Linked DNA regions of Zea mays: region 1 is linked to region 2. A link is a contact called in public Hi-C data. All regions are on one chromosome and are shown on one strand. The core of a region is the stretch at or near the end of the contact, and the rest is flanking DNA. Distances in the headings are between cores, read along the strand shown. Region 1 holds the start of LOC103639262 (rab3 GTPase-activating protein catalytic subunit). Region 2 holds the start of LOC100279505 (RNA-splicing protein MRS3).

The links. Hi-C and Micro-C count contacts between places; a contact is called where the count stands out from the background.
Region 1: a Hi-C map of leaf shows a contact between it and region 2, with 7 times the contacts expected there. The contact joins the promoter of LOC103639262 here to the promoter of LOC100279505 in region 2. A contact is called at or near these places in 2 of 25 Hi-C or Micro-C datasets (both in leaf).

The regions. Positions count from the first base shown.
Region 1 is chr9:143,370,522-143,376,774 of Zm-B73-REFERENCE-NAM-5.0, forward strand. LOC103639262 (rab3 GTPase-activating protein catalytic subunit) reads right to left here and starts at 2,732. Exons shown (of 21, transcript XM_008662017.4): 1 at 2,333-2,732; 2 at 1,502-1,545; 3 at 1,326-1,389; 4 at 1,132-1,246; 5 at 766-833. The coding sequence starts at 2,425.
Region 2 is chr9:143,177,064-143,183,471 of Zm-B73-REFERENCE-NAM-5.0, forward strand. It overlaps LOC100279505 (RNA-splicing protein MRS3), which reads right to left and starts at 2,732. Exons shown (of 2, transcript NM_001152505.1): 1 at 1,841-2,732. The coding sequence starts at 2,638.

The DNA.
Region 1 (6,253 bases), core at 1,482-3,981, 190 kb after region 2:
GAATGATGCAAACTAGCTTGGGCACAATTATTAAGATTTAGTGCTGGGTGCTCCACTACATATTAGAGCTTGGCAATTTTTTTAGAAAGGTACATAAAAAATTGCTGCACCGTAATTCAGGTTGGCAAACTGCAAACGTGCAATTGCTTTATACTGAAATAGAACTCTGTACAAGAAAAAAACAAATATTTGAAGTAACAAATGCACCCAGCGGGCTCAGATTGGAATCCAGTGGCAGCTTCATTGTGATTTCAATGGCATGCTAAAGAGAGTGCGTCGCCAGACTCAACACCCTTTCTTCATGGAGCTAATGATCATTGGGGCTTGGGAGATCTGGAAGCTACGCAACGGACTCATCTTTGAAGCAAAAATGCCCTCTCTCTCATCTTGGAAAGGATCTTGCTGAGGCTTTTCTTCAAGCTCATAGATTGAACTCTTCTAAGAAGGATGCTTTCTGCTCCCTCGTTCAGTCCTTTAGCTAGCCTCTCTTCTCTCCATGAATTTTTAAGTTTGTAATGTGTTTTTTATTTTTTATTTTATTTTGTGTTTATATATATTTATAAATATACACCACAGCAAGGGTCTCCCTTGCTGTTTTCCCCTAAAAAACAAATGCACCCAGCAGAAAAAACATGTAATGGGTGCTTGTATAACTGGACTAAAAGCAACAAATAAAATAATACTACCTCTGTTCTTGAATATTTGTCGTCCGCTAGTTTATTTTTGAACTAAAACATGACAAATAAAAAAGAACGGAGGGAGTACCAAAAACTCATCAACTCCAAATGAGAGCTGCATGCTATGTGTGTCATCGTCCCAATATGAGTTTTGACCTACAGATAGATATTAGTGACTGAGTATTGAGAAAAAAGAACAATAAGCAAAGCTATTTGGAGGAAAATAACATGACGTACAACTGTACAAGCTTGCTTAAAGTAAAAAAAGGCAGACCTAGTTCCAAAGCCTACCACATGAGTGGGTTCTGGAGAAGGGATAAACCAAGGCAAGTCTTCCCTCCGCAAATGTGAAGAGGCTGCTTCGATTTCATGAAATGGTCTGCCCTTCTACATCACCAGGTCTGCCCTTCTACAAGCTTGCTGAAAGTATTATAGTTTAACCAAATAAACTCACCTTTTGCAGATTTCATGAAATGGTACTCCATAGAATAGACTCTTTTCCCATGCTTCAATTCACGCTTGATCATATATAAGTTTTCAAAAGGAGGAACACCCTCTGCACCTTTTTGCTACAAGAATATATGTTAGCTAACTGATTAATCAATTATCACACAAGGATGAATATTAGGTCCCCATACAGAGCTCTACCATTAAGATCTTTGCGCCATCTGCAAGCCATTGACGGCAAATAGCCTCTATCTCAGATATAAACCTAGATGTTAAGAAACTGTTAACAATCCTTTATGCATAAGTAAAATTGACCAAACATGAGGATAATAAACTTGGATAGCATCACTGTAAGCATTATTGCAGATTTGCAGTACTTTTCCCATGACGAAGCAATGGTGAAATCATCGAACCGCTCAAGCTGTTGACAGAAATGAAATAATAAATCAATACATATTTTCCATCTCAACAGAATGTTGACTTCTTAAATGCATGGAGCTGCAGTGCTGCACACAGTCAGCCTAATAAAGCAACAGTGTAGAAAAACTAGCACTAGCTACAAGATGTCAAGTTACATGCTCCCAATCGAAACAGTGTGGCAAATGGTACCCAACAAGGCATGGAAGCTGCAGTTACCAAGCGAGTAGCATGATGAACAGGCACATATTATGCAATTGAGCATCAATCATCATACAGAGTATTGTCACATAGGAACCCAAAAGAAAAAAATGTCAGGTATTTCCGCCTCTTACAGGAAACGTGCAAATGCATGCTATGAAGCAAAACACTCTGCCCCTTTGGAAGGCAGGAATTTCACACGAAACTATATAGGAATTTCACAGGAATCAAGAATTGTATATGAATTTCACAGGAATCAGTTCATTTTTCAAATGAAAAACACAGGATCGGGAAAAAAATCCGGTGTTCCGAAGGGGGCCTAAATAGCACATCAAGTGACCAACACACTCGTGAATCGTGAACTGCAGGCCAATGCATTGCTAGCAGGTTTTGGCGAGCAAAACACCGTTGATTTCTCCCAAAGTAGCCCAGAAACTTCAGCAATTGAAACTGTGAACCTAGCAACTAAAGCGCAATACGCCAATATCAATCCACATCACGCAAAGGCAGTACCAAACCAAACGCGATTGGTCCAAAATATCGAACCCGAACTACGAGCACAGGCGTGAAGGAAGCAAAAGCGCGAATACCTCCTCTTCGGCCTCCTCCTCAACCTCCTCCAACTCATCGTCCTCTCCGATCCGACGATGTTTCGCGTACCTGGAGGAGGATGTGGAGGCCATGGAGATTCGCTCCGCTGGCTCAGCGGGGGCGAGCCTCGGGTGGCACGGTGCAGTCGCGTGGAAGCTGTGAGACGCGTTCCCGTTAGATCGGCAAGGGGGAGGGGGTGAGCCGCGACTGAGGAGAAGGGAAGCGGAGGAGAGTGTTGCGTCGATGGCCGATGCCTCGTCGACCGACGGTCCGAGTTCTCTGTTCGTGCTTCTGGTGACGGTGATTGTGGCACCGTACGCTGGTAAACTCGTCACACACACGACAGTTTCTACAGCCGCGGGCTCACAGGATGGGAGTAGTCCTATGCAGGGCTGGGCCGGTATAATTCAAGGCTCTGTACAGATTTTCTTTTATTTGTTAAGAATAGATGGTATAGATTAAAGGGGTGTTTGGTTTCTAGGGACTAATGTTTAGTCCCTACATTTTATTCCATTTTAGTTCTAAAATTGACAAATATAGAAACTAAAACTTTATTTTAGTTTCTATATTTAGCAATTTATAGACTAAAAAGGAATAAAACAAAGGGACTAAACATTAGTCCATAGAAACCAAACACCCTATAAATCTCATCTATTAACCGTGATTGGATCGTTAATGTGGAAAATGGTTTAATAACGGTTACAGATGATTTTAGCGTTCAGATGCAGCATGTGCTAGCTGCACTTCACCATATATTCTAAACGAGTACTCCATTGTCACCACAAACATTTTGTTTGGTTTGAAGAATAAGTTATAGTCTATCATCTTCTCGCTCCTCACCTATTTTGTTTGGTTTGTATAATGGAATGAGTTAACTCATCACCATCATTTATCATAGTTAGTTAGTACTAACATGAGGAATAGAGTCATCCCACCAAATTTGAGAAATAGATCCATAATGCACCACCTCATTTTGGATTGAATGATTCCTCAAACCAAACACCCACTATATTCTCTCCTTTTAAATCAACTTAACTAAATACTGTAATCATTACCGAATTCTGATTAAACTTTTACTGACTATTATTTTAGGGTGTGTTTGGTTGCGGGACAGCAAGGACAGGAACATTCCCTGATATCCTCTCCCGTCCCTCCAATTTTGAGGGATAACTGGGGGATAACATTGTGATAGTTCTGTCCCAACCCTTGACCCTGAACCAAACAACCTTATTTTAGAGATCGTCTCATCCCGTCCCGTCCTGTTATTGCAACCAAACACACCCAGAGGGCCTTGGAGGACGATGTCGTGTTCTTGACACCGGACGCACATGTCCCACCCGGTGATAGCACCTAGAGGGGTGAATAGGTGATCCTGCAAAAATCAACTTTAAACAACACAAATTTGGTTTATAATAAGTGTTAGTGAGAACTAAAACCAAGTTAGGATGAGACAAGAGATGGAGAGAAAATTCTTCTCTTGATTACTCGATTAATAAAAGTATTAAACTTAGTAACAATATTGCAAGAGAGGTGAGAGCTCGAGAAGATAGTAGTCGCAATAAGAAAATGGACAAGTGACACAGCGATTTTTACCATGGTTCGACCAATGTCTACTCCACGTTGTGGTGACCTCCTTTGAACAAGGATTGCACTTAACCCCTCTTAAGTGATTCAAAGATCAAACTTGAGTGCCACAAATATCTTCCTTATACCAAAATCCTGTTGTGAGGAATCTCCACAATTTGGAGCTTTCATGTCTTACACAATTGATTACAAACAAAATCGGAGCAAGGATGTGAGTAAAAACTCACACAAGAGCACAACACAACAACAACACGCACACAAGTGAAAAGAGAGAGCGCACGAAACACAATGACAAAGTTATAGCTTAAGAACGCTCCGAAATCTCTCTCTAGCAAAACAATAGTGTGGTCACAAAGATCCAGAGTTGTAGTGTGTTCAAAGACTGTTTGGTTTTCTGCTCCATGCGCCTAGGTGAGAGCACCTAGAGGGGGGTGAATAGGTGATCCTGTAAAACTCAATACTTATAGCCACAAAAACTTGTTAAGCGTTAGCACAGTTAATGCCAAGTGGCTAGAACGAAGATCTTGCACAATATGATAATCACAAGAAGTTCAACACAGAGAAGACACAGTGATTTATCCCGTGGTTCGGCCAAGACCAACGCTTGCCTACTCCACGTTGTGGCGTCCCAACGGACGAGAGTTGCACTCAACTCCTCTCAAGTGATCCAATGATCAACTTGAATACCACAGTGTTATGCTTTTCTTTTCAATATCCCGTTTGCGAGGAATCTCCACAACTTGGAGCCTCTCGCCCTTACACTTGAGATTCACAAAGAAATACGGAGTAAGGGAGGGAAGCAACACACACAAATCCACAGCAAAATGCGCACACACACGGCCAAGAAACGAGCTCAAAAGACTATCTCAAAGTTCTCACTAGAACGGAGCTCGAATCACTGAGAATGACAAACGAATGCGCAAAGACTGAGTGTGGATGATCAAGAATGCTCTAAGGTTGCTTGTGTGTCTTCTCCATGCGCCTAGGGGTCCCTTTTATAGCCCCAAGGCAGCTAGGAGCCGTTGAGAGCAAATCTGGAAGGCCATCTTTGCCTTCTGTCGTCGGGTGCACCGGACAGTCCGGTGCACACCGGACACTGTCCGGTGCCCGATTTCTTTCCTTAACCAGCGCTGCCGACCGTTGCAGATCTGGGAGCCGTTGGCGCACCGGACATGTCCGGTGCACACCGGACAGTCCGGTGCCCCCTTCCGACCGTTGGCTCGGCCACGTGTCTCGCGCAGATCGCGCGGCCGACCGTTGGCCCGGCCGACCGTTGGCTCACCGGACAGTCCGGTGCACACCGGACAGTCCGGTGCACACCGGACAGTCCGGTGAATTATAGCCGTACGCCGTCGGCGAATTCCCGAGAGCAGCTACTTCGCGCCGAGTCTGCCTGGTGCACCGGACACTGTCCGGTGCGCCACCGGACAGTCCGGTGTGCCAGACAGAGCTGAGTCTTGGCTGTACACAGCCAAGTCTTTTTCCATCTCTTTTCTTTTCTTCTTCTCTCTGTTTCTAACACTTAGACAAGTATATTAGTACACAAAACCAATGTACTAAGGCTTAGAAACATACCTTTACTTGTGATTTGCACTTTGTTCATCCATGGGCATAGATTCACATTTAAGCACTTGTGTTTGCACTCAATCACCAAAATACTTAGAAATGGCCCAAGGGCACATTTCCCTTTCAATCTCCCCCTTTTTTGTGATTTATGCCAACACAACATAAAGCAACTAGAACAAGTGCAAAATCACTTCAAATAAAACTCAAGTTTATTTTGATTCAATTTTGGCATATATGGATCATCCTTTGCCACCACTTGGTTTGTTTTTGCAAATCAAACTCAAATCTCTATCTCTAAGTCAAACACACATGTTGAAGCATAAAGAGAGTCATTCCAAAAGAGATTGGTCAAAGATTTCAAAAACTCCCCCTTTTTCCCATAATCACTACTTCTCCCAACAAGAAGCCAACTTTTGACAAAAGAGACAACAAAAGAGTTTTGACAAACCAAAAGCTCTACTCTACTATTTTCAAATCTCCCAAGTGGTAGCTGATCCATTTATTGCTTTGGCCTTTATTTTCTCCCCCTTTGGCATCAAGCACCAAAACGGGATCAATCTTGGCCCTTTAACCCCATTGCCTCACCAAAATCTTCAATTAAGAGCAAATGGCAATAAGAGTTCATGAGATGAACTTGGAATAAGTTACCCTCTAATCGGAGTGCAGTGGAAGTCTTTCATGGTCCAAGGCCACCTTTTCCCTTTCAATTCTCCTTCGAGACTAAATCAAGCAAACTCAAGCATATGGTTAGTCTCAAAGGGTCAAGTTGT
Region 2 (6,408 bases), core at 1,482-3,981:
TCAAGAATTAAATAAAAAGCATTTAAAACAATATTCAAGCAAGTCACAGTGGTCTATATGTTACAGGAAAAGCCTTCCCAGGTTGTTTTCATGTTCTTTTCATGTGTATCCATTGTTTTTTTTTTCTTATATCATGTTTAAGCTAGCATAATCAATGTAGATCATGGAAGCTGGTGGAATCAATGTAGAAAGCGTAAGCTACCGAAAGAGAAACACAGACGGATAAGTCAACAAGAACAACTGGTTATTAACAAGAATGTTTAACTTAAACATAGCCAGACAATCATACATTTAAACTTCTTTGAACACATGCCGCAAGTGATACGACAACCAAACAACATATTTCACCAGGGTAAAAACAAAGGAGTACACTAGAAAGAGAACACACAATCAGTGGAGACTGCAATCTAGAATTCTAAATTGATGTTGTGTTAAGTACTAGACAGGTTAGTCAAACATATTTGAAGGCCCAAAGTTTGAACTTCAAAGTTGGTTTCTAGGAAATCCCCCTTTGATTTTCATCACAAACTTGCAGGTCACATCTCTATAGCATCAAACAATTATACCTATCGCTTTGGCATTGATCTCTCTTAATTCTTATATCCAAAATTGATACAACATGAATAAAAAAGATAGACCTAGTGCCGGAGGCTGCAAAAGGGCCTCTAGCGTAATGATTAAGGCTTCCAAGTAGCACCTCCAGCTCGACTCGACTCGCCTACTCACCGAGCTGTAAAAAGAGGCTCGGCTCGCGAGCTGCACCTTGAAAACTAATATTGCATTATATAGTGAATTAATGGTCTATAAATATGAAATAAATAATCATCACATGACATTACAAGTAATTTAAATTATAATTGTTATATATACATCATTAAAGACTAAGAAACGAGTCATATATCTATAAAATTATCCAATATCCATCATCATTGTGTAGGTTAATTATTTTTGTGCAGCTCGCGAGCCGGCTCATGAGCCAGAGCGGCTCGGCTCGGCTCGTTGCCTCAACGAGCTCAAAAACCTGGCTCGGCTCGCGAGCCGCTTCGAGCTCGAGTCGGCTCGCGAGCTTCGAGCTTTTTTCCAGCCCTATCGTCGTGCCCCGCCCGCTCTCGGGTTACGTCTGACGCGCCACCCTCCGGCTGGGTCGTTGCAGAGTGGACGATGACGACCTGCTAGTGATGGGGGTCGGGGATTTTCTCGATCGGGACCATGTTTCGATCTTTTCTTAATATAATACCAGGAGGACAGTCTTTCCCTTCGTGGCCAAGTTTTTTTTAGTGCCGGAGACTCCCACATAAGTGGCAAGTGTTTTCGGAGAGGCTGCTTCAAACCCATGACCTAGTTACTCACTGAGACAGCTCCCGTCAGTGCAATGGGTCTGCCCTTCTTGATACAACATGAATCTAGTCCTTAGACGGACATGTGGCCCAGATCCCATTTTGAAACATGGGACTTCTTCCCAAATACTACATTTTTCCTGTGAAATTTCTGCATTCCAAACAGGCTCTCAAAATTACATCTCACTGTTCAATGGCGGCAGAACTAAAATAGTTTTGTTGCTATGTCACTATGCTTCCACAGTAGTGCCACCGGGCATCCTTAGAGCAGTAATCACCACTAGCACATCAAACGAACACAAGATGACAAGAGGCTACTAACTTCATCGCACAACTGTTTCCAATAATCTTAGAGATGAATAGGATAACTAGATCCTATAAGAGTTCCCTCCCTTTTGGTGGGTAAACCATCAGAAATCACTCAGATCAGCTCTAATATTGTTGCAGAGCATTAAAAATCAGAGCTTTGATCAGATTACAAATCAAGTAGACTAGATCTTCACCTGGCACTGTAGCTGCGTCTTGACAACATCGAAGGGCGTGGTGACCGCCGCGGCAAGCGCCCCGGCTGCGGCCCCAGCAGTGGCGTGTACGGCGAGGGACTCCTCCTCGGCGGCAATGTCCCCGAGCATCCGCTTGGCCGCCTCGTAGGTGGCAAAGTGGACGGCGGTGTAAGGCGCGTTCATGACCACGGTTGTCCGGTAGGAAACGAAGAAGGCGCTAGGCCCCTCGTCTCGCAGCACGGTGCGGACGCAGTGCCCTACGCCCGTGTAGGGGCTGCTGGTGAGCTGCAGCCGCTGCTTGACGGTGTCCATAGGCGTGAAGACCGCGTCGCTGGCCACGGTCGCGACGACCCCCGAGGCGGCGTGCGCGGCGGGGTTGTTGGGGCCGAGGCGGTCGGTGAGGGCCGACTTGGCGAGCTCGTAGACGGAGAAGTAGACGGCGTGAGCGGGGCCCGCGCCGAGCGCCATGGCCGGGAGTCCCCGGTAAAGGGCGAGGGCGCCGCCCTCGCCGGCCACGGCGTTGCGCAGGGCCGCCCGCAGCGACAGAGCCGGCCGGCACGGCGGCGCGCTGGCCTGCATGTGCGTCTTCAGAGTGTCGACGGGGAACATCGCCGTGTGCTCGACGACGCCGGCGACGGAGCCGGCGAGCATGTACTGCCAGAAGCGGAGGTCATCGTGGGTAGCGTCGGGGACGGCGGGGCTGCTAAGCACCGGACTGGGAGGGCGGCCCTGCGGGGTCGTCGGCTCCTCAGCCGTGGCGGGAAGGAGGCGGTCTGGGGTGCGGAAATCCGCAGCCATGGAGGGGCGGCTGTGGTAGGGCTAGGGTTTTGAGAGGGGAGCACGGGGCGAATCGCACGAGGAGGAGGGGGACTGGGGGAGATAAAGAGGAGAGATTTGAGGGGGAGGAGGATGTCGCCATTCAGGAGGAGGGGACGGGGCCAAGTTCTTCTCGTTTCGATCAATCCGGTTTTTCGGCTTCTGAACAGTTACGTGCTGGCCATCCCTCGGGTTTGTAGTTCCATATTTCTTGATTTGATTTGATTTGCTATGGGTAAGCCCAATTGGTACTTTAAGTTATTCGAAAAATCTGCTAATTATCATCTGGTTTATAAGGAGGACGAAGTTGGCTTTTGTTTCTGCTGGTGCAGAGACGAAGTCGTGGTCTAGTTCTGTTTTTTTTAAAAGGCGGCTGATTCTGTTTTGTGTTGGGCGCTTTTGACCTGGGCGGCTAACCAAGTTTTCTAGTATTTGTAAAGTTGAAGCCCATTTGCGAGTGCCATTGTACGTGTGATATTGGAAGAAATAAAGGGCGACGAGAAAGGCAAGTGGAACACGAGGATCGCAGGTCAACAGCACCAAATTTGCAGGGTTCCAGATCCACGGACCACCAATTTCACGATTAGAGACGACACAGTGGGCTGTTATCAACTTGCTTAGGCTGCATTGGTACGTGAGACTGACTCTTCGGATGTTCCTCCAGGTTCAGGACCGAGGGAGGAAAAAAATGCTACTCCAACACGGTGGCTGTGGAAGGGGAAAAAATAGGAGGGCAGCGGCGGCCTGGTAGTTTTTGGAGACTCGGATCCTAGGCCTCTCGATTAACCAAGTGAGCATCGAAGTACTGGGCACTGCCTAAGGGCCCGTTCGGTTGTACCGGAATGAGCCAGGATTCATTTCAACTCATCAAAATCTATATAAATTAGAGAAGTAATCCGGCTAGGAATTAATCCGGGCCTCCAATCCGGAACAACCGAACAGGGCCTAATAATATCATACGCAGACGAATTACAGCTACTGGGAATATGAAAGCACTGAAGTGTATAAAATTTTCTTACACCAGTGATATCTTGGAATAACACTCTGTACTAGAGATCCCAATGGAGACCGACCCCTCGTTCCCCCGCCGAGGATACAGTGATTTAGACGCTGTTTGCTTTGAATCATAATCTCTTCTGATTATATAATACAGCGCAAATCACTACCGGAATCAGTGCTTTGCTGAGTGACTGAAGCACTCGGTAAAGTCCGAAAAACACTCGGCAAAGTATTTGTCGAGTGACTGAAGCACTCGGTAAAGCCCGAAAAACACTCGGCAAAGTATTTGCCGAGTGTCGCACTCGGCAAATAGGGCTAGACGAACAGTACATCGAGAAAGATTTCTTTGCCGAGTACTTTTTCTCGGGCAATCGGCACAGACTTTGCCGAGTGTCAAACGATACTCGACAAAGAAAAGCGACCGTCACGGCGCCGGGCTGATGGAGACGGCGTCTTTACCGAGTGTTCTAGGTGACACTCGGCAAAGAATTCGTAAGCGGGTCTCTTTGTCAGGTTCTTTGCCGAGTGCTCTGTATGGCACTCGGCAAAGCGCGCCTCTTTGCCGAGTGTCAGGGCCACCACACTCAGCAAAAAAGCTATACCTGTGCCCAGGTATTGGTTCTTTGCCGAGTGCTATGACCCTAACACTCGTCAAAGCCCCTATTTGCCGAGTGTAACACTCGGCAAAGTGATCAGTACACACCTTTTTTATTTGTTTTTTCTATTCCATCCAAACAAACAAAAGATACATCACAAATATTATCACATATATCACATATATACATCACAAATATCATCACAGACATAAATATCCAATACAAACATTAATATACAAGTTCTCAACACAAACATAAGTATCAACACAAGTTCAGAAGTATCAAAACATAAGTCTCAAGCTCTAACGTAAGTATCTGAAGCCTGAACACTAAAACATAACTCTCATAGAGGTGGGTGGTTGGATTGGTGCTGCGATGGGCTGGGCGGTTCATGAGGGTTGTTGGATGCCGCCCCAGATTGACCCTGCATAGAGAAGAGATTGCATGTGTTATATCAGATGCATTACCAATATTTAACTACAATTTTAATACTCACAGGAGTATAAAAACATAGTAGGGTCAATTGTAGGGAACAATGGAGGTGCCGGAGCGAAACCCTGTGCGGCGCCAAAGCTCTGCATGTATTCGAACATCTCTGCCATCCTCTGCTAATCTGCCAGGCAAGCCGCCCACTCCACCTCCCGCTCCACCATCATCCTCGCCTCCATCTCTTGACGTTCCCTCATCTCTTCTTCTAGCTGGGTCTATAATATTACAAGTCAATGTTATAGTAACTCAAAGAGAAGGTGAAAGGGAAATAGGGTCAAACATTTTCCTAAATGGTTTTGGTGGTTGAATTGCCCAACACAAATAATTGGACTAACTAGTTTGCTCTAGATTATATGTTCTACAGGTGCCAAAGGTTCAGCACAAACCAATAAAAAGATTAAAGTTAGGGTTCAAAAGGAAGGAGCAAAAGAAACCGAAGTGAATCCTGGTCTGGCGCACCGGACAGTGTCCGGTGCACCAGGGTGGATCGACTTCAAACTCTTCACCTTCGGCTTTCTGAGTCCGCGCTCCGCTATAATTCACCGGACTGTCCGGTGTGCCAGCGGAGCAAAGGCTCCCAAGCGCAACGGTCGACTCCAACGATCGCCTGCAACGTGAACAGTGCGCGAACAATTCGCGCAGAGTCAGAGCAGCGCCAGAAGGCACACCGGACAGTGAGCAGTGTCTGTCCGGTGCGACACCGGACTGTCCGGTGGCCCAGGCTGTCACAGCTCCAACGGTCGAAACCGTCTGAACCCTAACGGTTGGGTGACGTGGCTGGCGCAGCAGCCCTCCCCAACGGTTGTTTTGGTAGTTGGGGCTATAAATACCCCCAACCACCACCATTCAAGGCGTCCAAGTTTTCCAGCAATTGCATTCAATACAAGAGCTCTAGACTTCACTCCAAGACACAAACAAGAGATCAAATCCTCTCTCAAGTCCAAAATCACTCCAAACACTTAGTGACTAGTGAGAGAGAGATTTTCGTGTTCATTTGAGTTCTTGTCGCTTGGATCGCTTTTCTTCTTCCCCATTCTTGTTCCCAAGACATTTGTAATCAAAGCAAGAGACACCAATTGTGTGGTGGTCCTTGTGGGGTCTAAGTGACCCATTTGATTGAGGAGAAAAGCTCACTCGGTCTAGGTGACCGTTTGAGAGAGGGGAAGGGTTGAAAGAGACCCGGTCTTTGTGACCACCTCAACGGGGAGTAGGTTTGCAAGAACCGAACCTCGGTAAAACAAATCACCGTGTCATTCGCTCTATTTCTTTGGTTGATTTGTTTTTGCCCTCTCTTTTGGACTCGACTTTATTTCTAACACTAACCCCGACTTGTAGTTGTGTTTAAAGTTTATAAATTTCAGATTTGCCTATTCACCCCCCTCTAGGTGACTTTCAATTGGTATCAAAGCCCGGTACTTCATTAGAGTCTAACCACTCGAAGTGATGTCGGGAGGATCCACCAGAGGGAGATGGAAACATACACAAGCCGCGGAAAAGCTCCATCGAAGGAGTCCGGCGCCAAAGGAAGGGAGGAATCACCTCCCCGCGTCAAGTCGCATCGGAGTGGCGACAAGAAGAAGAAGATGAAGAAAGGGGTCTACTACGAGACCGACTCTTCGTCGCCATCCACCTCCGGCTCTGACGCGCCGTCCGTCACTTCTAGGCGCC